2 separate regions of the Capra hircus genome follow, and region 1 is linked to region 2. The links are chromatin contacts, called in public Hi-C maps. All regions are on one chromosome and are shown on one strand. Each heading gives the region's core, a stretch centred on a gene start, on an enhancer-like site or on the middle of the called end of the contact. The rest is flanking DNA. Distances are from core to core; before and after follow the strand shown. Region 1 overlaps PRKG1 (cGMP-dependent protein kinase 1). Region 2 holds the start of PRKG1 (cGMP-dependent protein kinase 1).

Region 1 (5,897 bases), core at 2,218-4,717, 1.0 Mb before region 2:
TGATTTGCAACTTATTCCTTCATAGCCTCAAACATTTTAAAATCCAACTAAAGGAGAACAGCAAGAAAAAGGCTGTGATGCTGAAGTTTTACTTTGTTATTTTTTAAAATCCAATGTCAACTTCATCATGAAAGTTTTTTAGTTGAGTTACTGAGTTGTGTCTATTTGTGTGTACCTGTAAAACTTGATAACCAGAGCGTCTACTTTGATTGCTGAAATATTCTAGGATTAATTATGGGCACATCAATAATTTTTATACCACAACCTGTTTCAAATACATTTCTGCTCCATGAATTCCTCATCGTGTAAGAACATTGCTTTCACCAGGACACCACTCTGCCTAATTTGTGGTTGTCTCAAGAACAGTAACTTTATCTATGTTGAACTTTTTCACTTAATTTACAGTAGCATTCATAAAAGGAAAATTCTGGCAAATTTGATAGAACTTCCAAGAGCTTTATTTAATTCTATGTATTAGTCAACTATTATTGGAATTACCAAAACTAATAATGATTTAAAGCACCTCTGGTAAGCAGATGGTGGCTCAGATGGTAAAGTATCCACCCCCAATGCAGGAGACCTGGGTTCAATCCCTGGGTTGGAAAGATCCTCTGGAGGAAGGCATGGCAACCCACTCCAGTATTCTTGCCTGGAGAATCCCTATGGACAGAGGAGCTTGGCAGGCTACAGTCCATGGAGTTGCAAAGAGTTGGACACAACTGAGCTACTAAGCACAGCACAGCACAAAGACATCTGAACCTTAATTCCCCAAACTGGTACATGCATTACCCTACAAGGTAAGGGTCTTTACAGAGGTGATTAAGCTAAGGGTCTCAAGGTGGGGAGACTGTCTTGAACTATCTCAGCGGACTCTACCACAAGGGTCATTATAAGGCAGAGGAAAGCGGGTCAAAGACAAAAAAAGACGTGACAACAGAAACTGAGGTTAGGGTAATGTGCTTTGAAGAGGTCACAAGCCAAAGGATGCAAATGGCCTCCAGAAGCCACAGAGGGCCAAAACCAGATTACCCTTGGAGCTTCCCAAAGACCACAAACCTGCTGACATCTTACTTTTAACCAGTTAGATTCATTTCAGACTTCTGATCACTGCAAAGACGGTAATATATACTACGTTTGTGATATAACACTGTTTATGTTAATTTGGTTCAGCAGCAATAGAAAACTAATGCAGCATCTCATAATACTGATGTTAAACTGGAATCATCTGAACGTTGGCAGAGTTCTTCTGCTAAAGGAGCCAATGTTTTCACAGGTTTCACCTTATTTTTCTTATGTGCACAAGAAAACACAGAATAAAAACTGAGTGGGATTGTGGGACCTCCCTGTGGTCCAGTGCTTAAGACTTGGTACTCCCAATGCCAGGGCCCTGGGTTAGACCTAGTTCCCTGGTCAAGGAACTAGAGCCCACAGGTCACAGCTAAAATATTCCATGCACTGCAACTAAGACCTGGCACAGTTAAGTCAATAAATATATTTTTTTAATGAGTAAGATTACTTTAAAACAATAGACACTTGATCTAAATAAAAATTCGTGCTTTATATGACATTTGATACCTATAAACATTCCTATTAGTATTTATTATTTTGCTGAATTCAAAGAACAGCATAGTAACTCTTGTATATCCATCTTTGGAGAGGGAAACAAAGACTAACTGCTCTAAGAGGCAGAAGCAAAATCTGAATCCAGACCAAGCAATCCTAGACCTAGGGCTCCTGTTCAGCTTCAATCTCCAGCTTAGCTCTTAGGAATCCATCCTCCTGGGTCTTTTCCTGAGCTGTATCTCCCAAACAAATCTTCTCAAGACCGCAGTTTATTCTCTTCTTTCAAGCCTTTGACTTAACTCTCCTTAGTTAAGGAATTTCAGTTTTTGTCCCGCAGTTCTTTAGTCAAAATCAACTTGCTTTCTTGTATTTCACTTCAAAAGAGCTGGATGTTTGTGGTGCCATTCTTTCAGATTATGCTTATTGAGGGACTTCTCTTTGTGGTCCAGTAGTTAAGAATCCAATCCAGTTTAATCCCTGGTCTGAGAAGATCCCATATGACTCAAAGCAACCAAGCCCAGGTGCCCCAACTACCGAGCCTGCGCTCTGGAGCCCATACGCCCTAACTACCGAGCCTGCGCTCTGGAGCCCCTGTGCCCCAACTACCGAGCCTGCGCTCTGGAGCCCAGGTGCCCCAACTACCGAGCCTGCGCTCTACAACAAGGGAAGCCACCTCAATGATAAGCTGGGCACCGCAACTAGAGAGTAGCCCCTGCTTGCCACAACTAGAGAAAGTCCGTGGGCAGTAATGAAGACCCAAGAAGCCAATAAATAAATAAACAAATAATTCTGAAAATTATACTTAAAGTCTAGCTTAAACCCTGGGACAGGATTTTGACTTTCCTGCTATGGACATCAGAGACAGGTTTCTGATGGCTTTAGTTGGGATCAGCACCTGGTCTAAACGACTTGAACACTGATGACAGCAACAGTAGTACAAGCTACCTCTAAACTGATCAAGTATCAACTACTCAAGGAACAGTAACTCAAAAGCGAACCAACTAATCATAAGTCCCTTCTGTCATATGAAAATCTGGAGAAATGCAGCTTGTGGTAGGGGAGGATCTGACTAAACCTTTCAATTTAAAACAAATAATAACCACCATAAGTGTGTTCTCATGTATTTTTACTCAAATAGTCTTGCATGCTGTAGAAGAGGAACTGAGTCTCATCAATTTTTGTACATTACCACACTGGTCTCTAGTCTGCACCTTTCTGTGTGTGCACATGCGATAATGCACGTGTGCCTGAACATCAACATTGGGGAAAATGTTGGAATTTGCTACGTTTACTAATGTTCTAAAGATCCAGTTACTCCTTTCTCAACCACATATACTACACCTTACTTTGTACCTTGTATTATGCAAGCTCTCTAGAGAGAACATCTTTCCCACAGAGAAACAGAATGTAATTGAGAAAGGGAAAATCACACTGACTACTCTTACAAAATTTTTTTCAAATTAAATATGTTCAGTGAAAATGAAGGCCTTTGTTGTCACTTAACAGCCTGCATGATAATAGGAAGACTCTGGCAGAGTGTTTCTCAGATGAGCTCACTACTTCAGGTTGGTGTTTCTAAAAGGCAATAATCCCACTGGAGCAGCAAGACACGTAAGCAATTTGTGCCCTAATACGTGGGAACTGCTGAATTCTTCGAATCCCTTAGCAGTTTTATAGCCTCTTCTTTTCTGGCAGAGCCAGGAACTGGGGAAGTAGGATATTCTGCTTTCCTGCTCCTTTTTGGATCCCCGCTAAATGACAAAATTGAGTATTCCACGTGAGCATTCATTTCCCATTTTAGTCAGATCACTGACAGCATCTGCTTCCTAACAGCTGTCTGCAAAAATCCAGGGCAGATCTCTTAAGAAACCATGGAATCAATTTCAGTGTATACAAAAACTGGCTATGCCATCATTGCTTCATTTTACCAATAGGTGGCACTGTGAGCAATGATATGGAATGAAGGAGAAATAACAATAACAGACCAAAAAAAAACCAAAAACAGAAAAAGGTTTTTGGGGAAGATGGTGGTGGAAATAGTCCCTCCTATTTAAAACTATCTTGGTCACATAAATATTTTTTATAGTTTCATAATTTTACCTTGGTTACTTTTTTTTTCTTTCATATATTGCTTAACCAAAGACTGTAAGGTCAATCATTTAACCCAGTTTCACATCTATTATATGAGAAGGTTGGATTAGCCCACGGGTAGAAAACTCAAGTGCTTGCTAGAGCCAGGCAACTTATTTAAATGAGTTCAGAGGGTCTGGTTTAAGAGGATAAGAAGCTAATTGGAGCCCATCCAAAATAATTCCATTTTAAATGCTTTTGTTTGTTTTCTGGTTAGTTTCACTTTAAAAAATAAATAAAAGAAATGAAAGCAAAATTGCCTTTGGGAACATGTCTTTGTTTTCTTCATTAGCGGATGTCTAGAAGCTCCCCCAGGTATAAGATACTGTAATGGATTCTTTTTTTTTTTTTGTAATGGATTCTAAACTCTACTAGAGAAATATCTATATAAAACCACACATATATTTCTAATCATGTGCATATAATTAATATGCATCATTCTAATATCATCAGTCTTTGATAAATCTGCTTAAGGCTAATGTGAAATAAAGTACAAAGATACTATTTCCCTTCTGTTAAAACCCAGGACAATATGAATTAAATTTTGAGACCATACAATTCCCTAACCTCCAACCTTTTCCATCTCTGATAACAGCATCACCATCCACTTGCATCTTGACAGTTAGAAATATTTCAGTTGTGTTAAGCTTCAATCTTCTTTACCTTTGGCATTTCATAAATCCCTGAGCCCAACCAATTTTACCTCCAAACTCTTTCTGTATACCCTTCCTAATTTTTAATCCCTATGACTACTGCCTTGATTCATATGTTCACTGTTTGTATCTCACTCCATGCTGAGTAAAGTAGTTGGAGCAGTTTATGGGTGGTTTACTGGTAGGGAAAAATTGTAATTGACTCAGGAGGCATCAGGGCAGAAACTGGGATACAGGCATTCGGTCCATTCTTACCTTCCAGTCTTATCTCCTTCATATTCTCTCAAACATACCCCGCATTCCCGTCCTCACTTGTGCAGAGCTGCTTACTGTTATAACAGCAAGCCCTGTGGCATGCTTGGACAGGTTCCATAGTCTGCAGAGCCTTTGAGGCCTAACAAATTCCTAGATGTCTTTCAAGATTCAGCTCAACTCTTTTCTCCTCTAAAAAATCTTCTCTAATTCTCCCTGATAAAAAGTAATGAAGATTTACTCCATAATTACATATCCATATCCACGTTTCACATAACACTATCACAACATATTGAATATGTTTTTACTACCAGAGAAGAGACTTCAGCCATTTCACTTTCATTAATTACTGAATTGCATCTGAAATAGAATGATCTCCCGAATCAGTGGGCTGATGATTAAATCCTAGGTAGGACTCTCACCAAGTCACCGGGAAATTTTGAGCAAGTTAACATAACCTTTCCAAACCCCATTTATTCATTATTAGGAGCAGACAGCATGGAAGTGCTGTGAAGATCAGGTGTGAAAGGGACGCAGAGCACCACAGCGTTTGGCATATGTGACCCACTTCATTATTTTGATTTCAACATCCTCACCTGTAGAATATTGGGCTTGGAATAGAAGACCCATGAGATCCCTTCAAGCTCTCACATTATTTGACTTCAATTCCTGATTCGAGTAGACATGGAAGAGTGTTACAAGTCTGTCACACACACGGGAGTAGCAACGTCACAAGAAATCATAGTCCCTCATGCTAAATGAGACCATTTTACTGAAATCCAAGTGTTGGACAATATATTTTAACTTATTGAAATAATAAAATATATATCATTAATTTATGTCATTCCTGATGTTGCTAATTTCGCTTAACTTTGCTTCCCCTTAACTTCGCTTCCAATACTCACATATACAAATATTCATTTCCAGAAAGATTTATTCTGGAGCCAACCAACTGACAAACAAAAAGAACCACTTAACTATTACTTAAAATACTTGAAGATCATCACGGTCTCAGAAAACTCTGGCAAAGTTTTAAACCTCTACTATCCTTGCCCCAGTCCCAGCACAGACACACAGACACACAGACACACAGACGCACAGACACCCCTCCAATATCGGCTTCCTTTGCTTGGATTCTCTCTTTTCTTCTTCCTCCCATTTTTGTTGTTTCTACAAACACAGATTCTCCACAGGTTTTCAGTTCTTTTGGTTTGACTTAGTTTGTCATAAGAACTTCTGATAGACGCCCAAAAGGCTTGAGATGCGAGACAATAAATCAGGAGGAAGGTATGTTGGTGT
Region 2 (5,367 bases), core at 2,470-4,969:
TGAGCTGATGGGATGTCTATTTCCCAAATCCAAATATCTGAAAATTAGCAAATGCACTTTTATTTTGAAAGCACTGTGTTTGCTGTTAAATGCTGTATTCTAGAAATACTTTTTTAATGGTTTCTTTTCTTGGCCAAAATAAGGCGCCTCACCAGTAAGTCAGTACTGTCTCTTTAAATGCTAGGTTAAGTACCTAATTCCAGAGGTTACTATTCCCGTGTTCTACCTGTCAAAATTCTTTAAACTCCAATGAGTCAGCTTCCTGAAAATGCACGCCAAGCTTCCATTTGAAAGTGTAAAACTACATGCTGAGTGGGAAAATGTTTACACTCAGTCCCAGGGTAAATCCGCGCAAAGAGTAAGCAGAAAAGCACTTCAGCTAGTTTCTGCGGACACAAATATGCGCTCGACCAATCTCTACTGCGCATGATCCACTCTTTTGATGAATGTTCCTACCCCTAACCAGAAAGCTCTGGGAGTAGGGGGGAGGGACAGAATAAGGAAGACGATGTGTACGTTTGAAAGATCAGCCATTTCCTCTAAGTACACACAAAAACGTCTCTCATTCCTAGGGAGATTTCTTATCAAAGAAAATAAAAGTGCCTCTTTGAGAGCTAGCTCCTGAATGAGAGGGGATCCTGGGAGGGAAGTTTCTTCTCCTAACCTCTCCAGACCCCGGTGAAATTTCCTTTTTGCTGCGGAGAGGCGGTGCTGGCTACACTTTTTTTTTTTGGAGGGGCACAGTCCAGACACAGAGATCTGAAATTTCAAAAATGCGATAGAGCCCCAGCCGGCCAGCCCTAGGAGGCGAACAGCTGCTGGGTGACCGCTGATGAAGTGGCTTCTTAAGGAGGTGGGTAGATTGATTCCAGCTGCTGAGCGCAGGGCAGGGCAGCGGCCGAGGAATGCGCAGCTCAGCTGAGGCAAGAGACAGCAGCTTCCCAACAATGGCAAGGCCAAATATTAGCTCTGATTGCAGTCTTGGCCGAAGAGAAGGAAGAATGCCATTGTTCAATTTGATAGGAACTTCCAAGGCAGCGTGGGCCGAAAGGTGCCATGTGGACAGTGTCATTTCGTAAGTGTAGTATTGCTCAGGAAACCTGAAGGCTGCCCCTTGAGACGCTGGTTCAGAGTGGGCCTGCAGTTCCCAAGGTGAAGTCCTTTCTGCCTGACCCAACCTACTCCCAGCTCCTGGTCTTCTTTTGATAGCTCTCAACTCCTGCAGGCTTCACTGATCCCCTCCCCCATCCCACATACACTGGAATCAGTACACAATTGAAACAGACAAGGAAAGAGGGCAGGGGAAGAGCGGGGGAACATCGAGAGTCCTGCAAGTGGCCTGGATGGACGGACGAGACGACGTGCTCTTCAGAAGCACTGGCCTCAAAGTCAGCTTAGGGGGAGGGATTAATTTAGGGGTCCCCTGAGGGCCCCAAACTCAGACAACCAAGTGATCTAACAAGAAGGAAGGGGTAAGAGGTAGGCGGGCATGAAGGCACGCCTAATGGAATATTCAATATCCTGAGAGATGCACTTTCGGCCGTGCACTTCCAGAGACTAAAAGCCAGTAATGGGCTTTGGAGTCTGCACTTCCTCTCCCTAATGTCCAGAGGCGCTTTAATGCTGCAGCCAATCGATCAGCCTTCTCCGGGGAAGGCAGCGAGCGGAGAGCAAATACTTCCTACTTATGGCCAAAATCGCCGGGCCTCCTCTGCGCACCACCAAAGAGCGACACACAACTTTGAACTAGCAGGACTTGGCTCTCAGCGTGGCGGAAAGAGGGAAGGAAGGAGCCCGGAGGCGCCCAGAGAAGCAGCTCCCCTCCCTCTTCATCCCAACTTTTTCCGGGGACAGCCTCCGAAGACAAACAAGAGGGGGCGGTAGTACCGACTCTAGGACAGGGCTGAGCAGTAGCCCCAAACCTGCTTCAGGTGCAAGGTCACCGAGCCACCTCCAAGCCCTATGCAGCCCAAGAGGTGGACACTTCTGGAAGGGACACAAACTGAGCAAACCAACATCCAAGAAGTGGTGTTTCTTTCCAATTTCCTGCTGACATCACTTGCTGCCTGGAGAGTGACCCTCGGAGGCTGATCCCTGCAGTGGAGACCCACCCCAGTCCCGCCTCCCTCCCCTCACCCCCTCCGCGCCTTCCCAGCCCGGCTCGGGCTCTGGGCAAGTTCAGTTCCTAAACCGAACGCGGTCGCCCTGTCCAGCCTCCTGTCGCCGCTCCCGAGAGGCTCCAGCGGCGCACGGAGCATGCCCTGTGGCCTGGGTCTGGGGGTCACCTCCAGGAAGCTCTCCAGGCCCCGGGATGGGCCGGGTCCTGTCCCGGGAGGTCGTCTCCCCAGGGGCGCGCGCAGGGAAGACCGCGCGACTTCGGCGGGGTGCGCAGCGGCCAAGTTAGCGGGCGCGACCGAACTTTCCACGCTCCTTCTCCCCACCCCCACGCCACAGCGGCGCGTTTCCCCGAGGAGCCAGCCTTTCCCAGCCCGGCGGAGGCCAGCGCAGCACGTGATGGGCAGAAATAAAAATAAACACTCCCCGGTCCCGGCCCGCCGGGGCCGCCCCCACTCCGCGCGCCGAGGAGAGCCGGGGCGCCGGGCACCGAGCCCCGCCGCCGCGGCCCGGCCCCGCGCCCGCGCGCCCGGCCCGCCCGTCCGCCCCGCGTGGCGGCCCCGCTCCGGCCCGCCGCGCCCGCGCCCCGGCGGCGCCCACCTCTCGGATTTGGCGAACTTCCGGAACGCCTGTCGGAGGTCGTGGGAGGACCTGTAGGTCTGCGGCTCGGCCGAGATGCCCTGTGCCCGGGTGGTCCGCGGGCCGATGTGGGTCGAGGGCGCGGGCAGCACTGACTGGCATTTATGGAGCTTCCTCTTCAGCTCCTGGGTTTCTTCCTCCTTCTCTGACAGCCGCTTCTCCAGCTCTTTGATCCTCTCCTCCTTGAGCATGAGAATCTTGGCGAAGTCTTCCTCCAGCTCGCTCATGTTTTTCCCCGAGCCCCTCCGCGAAACTTTTTCTCGGGCGACGGCGGCTGGGACTGCAGCCGGGCGAGGCGGGAGCGGACAGGGCGAGCGAATGGGCGCTGGGTCCCGGAGCGCGGCGGCGCTGCCCCTACTGCGGCGCGAGGAGCCGCGGTCTTCGATCCGCTGCTGCTGAATGGACTAGGAGCATCGAGGGGAGGATGAGACGTCTAAAAGCGCCGGGGAGGAGAGGCAGAGTGCTAATCCCCCGCCTCTCCGGGGAATAGGTGATTATCTTTCATTGAGAAACCAATTAGAGCTGCCCTTCCTCCCCTGAGACCCCCTCCCCCGTCCCCCTTTCCCAATCACTTCGTGAGAACACGGCGTGCGCGCCACCCCACCGAGAGCCTGGTTTCCAGTTGGGAGGGTTGGACCAGTGAGCCTGGTCTCACCCCATCACACAATAATCACTCTTGCACGCTATATGGTACCAAAGGGAAGGGCTGGGGTGGGGTGGGGTGAGGGGGGAGCTTTATGCCACTTGATCCTTGAAATAGCAACCATTACCATGTGATCCGGTAAGATGACGCAGGGCTTGTAACTGGAGCCTAAAGACTTTGTGGGGTGTGTGAGTGTGTGTGTGTGAGAGAGAGACATTTCATAAACATTAAACTGCCTTTAGACAATAACGTGCGTGAATTCATCTTGTTTTCTCCTTTTCTTCTCTTTGCCCTGTTGGGTAAGGGTGTACGTGTGTGTTTGTTCCACAGTATGAAGTCTTGTGGTTGTGACCCCAAGTAATAAGAATAACAGGGCACTCGCGGTACCAGGTCTTTTCACCATAAGCTTTTAGTGGCAATAGTAAACTGAAATTGTTGGTGGGTAAATTGGAGGAACATGTGTCTGATAATGAGCCAAAGATTTACCAAAAAGGAAAAGGCCATGCATCCATTGGAAACTTCTTCGGAGTTTGGTTTCTATTTCATCTGCTACTATTAAAATTTGTATACTGAGCACCCAAATTATATCACACCACCCTGGTTGTGAAGTGGGGCCCACCAGTGCTGAATTGCGGGCTCACCCCAACAACTCCGGTTTTAAGGGAAAATAGCTTCGGCCAGCTGTATTTCTCCCTCACCTCTGCACCCATCACCACACTCAGTGCTAAAGGGATGTTTATACACATTTGGACCCAGAGTGTTTGCTAATTCCTACACACACACACACACACACACACACACATCACAGGGAGTATTGTTCACAAATCACAGCTAAAATGTTTGGATGTGTGGGAGGAACATTTCTTCAGGTAAAGATCCACAAATCTATTTTTTAAAGAAAAAAAAAGATGCAAACTAAAATACCAGAGAGTTTTTGTAGAAATAGTAATTTTCCTTAAAAAGAAATATCATCATATGATCCACTGGATGCTTATTTTTATAAAAATCTTTCTACCTTGTCTGAAATACCTTGGTAAAGGAAAAGCAGGCATATACTTTTACTTATACATCAACCCTAAAATATATTTTATTCTCAAGATTATTTACTGTTAGTTCTACTAATCCAATTATTTAAAATTGAAAACATTTTAAGCCACATCTAGGCAATACAGACTGGCTTCGTCTACTCATATTTGAGAAAGCGTTCTCTGTCTTGTTGATAGTTACTGTTCTATTGCTTCTATCTATAAACAGCTTAATCTGCTATCATCCCTTTAGAAACACTCAAAATAATTGGCATTTAAAAATACATTAGAAAAAATTTATCTCCTTAAAAAAATCTAGGCATAGGTTCAATTTTATTTATGGGAGATATGGAAATAGTTTTAAAATGACTCTGAAATGGACAGCTTATTTTCATGTCTTATATACTAATCTTAAATGCAGCTATTCAAATATGTTTCTCCTGCTTATTAAAGAAATCTTTAGACCAATATTTTACACACATCTCAAAACCCGGAATTCATTCATATCTTTCAAAATCAATCTTGTGTTTTTACTAAATCAGTCTTAACTTAGGTGACATTGAACTTTGTGACCTTTAATCATGTCCCTTGGCTTATGAAATACTTAATTAAGAGCACAAGGAATATTTGAGAAAATACAACCTGGTAGAAGAGTAAACACTGAATTATTTAAAATCATAGCATTTTAAATCTGTAAGAGACACTGAAGATAATCTAACCTAACCACTTCATATTATAAAAGAGGAAAATGAGATCTTGAAAAGTGAAGTCCAAGAGTACCCAAGGGCAAATGCTTGAAGCCAGGATTCCCCAGACCTTACTACCCCTATCTTTAAGCCTGCAAATCTAGAAATTCTACAGTTCTGACACTCTAGTGTTCCAAGAGGCGATTTTAACCTCTGTTCTTTGCTTTTAAATCTGCAGCAGTAAATTTCAATTGTCAAA

Evidence for each region. Hi-C and Micro-C count contacts between places; a contact is called where the count stands out from the background.
Region 1: a Hi-C map of blood shows a contact between it and region 2, with 7 times the contacts expected there. The contact joins the enhancer-like site here to the promoter of PRKG1 in region 2. A contact is called at or near these places in 2 of 5 Hi-C or Micro-C datasets (both in blood).

What each region holds. Positions count from the first base shown.
Region 1 is chr26:44,167,426-44,173,322 of ARS1.2, reverse strand. All of the region lies in intron 5 of PRKG1 (cGMP-dependent protein kinase 1), which reads right to left. Among named protein-coding and RNA genes, the nearest start is that of CSTF2T, 280 kb to the right of the region's middle. Within about 2 kb of position 3,467, at least 1 of the 5 cell types and tissues checked has an H3K27ac peak or open chromatin away from gene starts, as enhancers often do.
Region 2 is chr26:43,127,415-43,132,781 of ARS1.2, reverse strand. PRKG1 (cGMP-dependent protein kinase 1) reads right to left here and starts at 3,719. Exons shown (of 19, transcript XM_018041139.1): 1 at 2,716-3,719. The coding sequence starts at 2,981.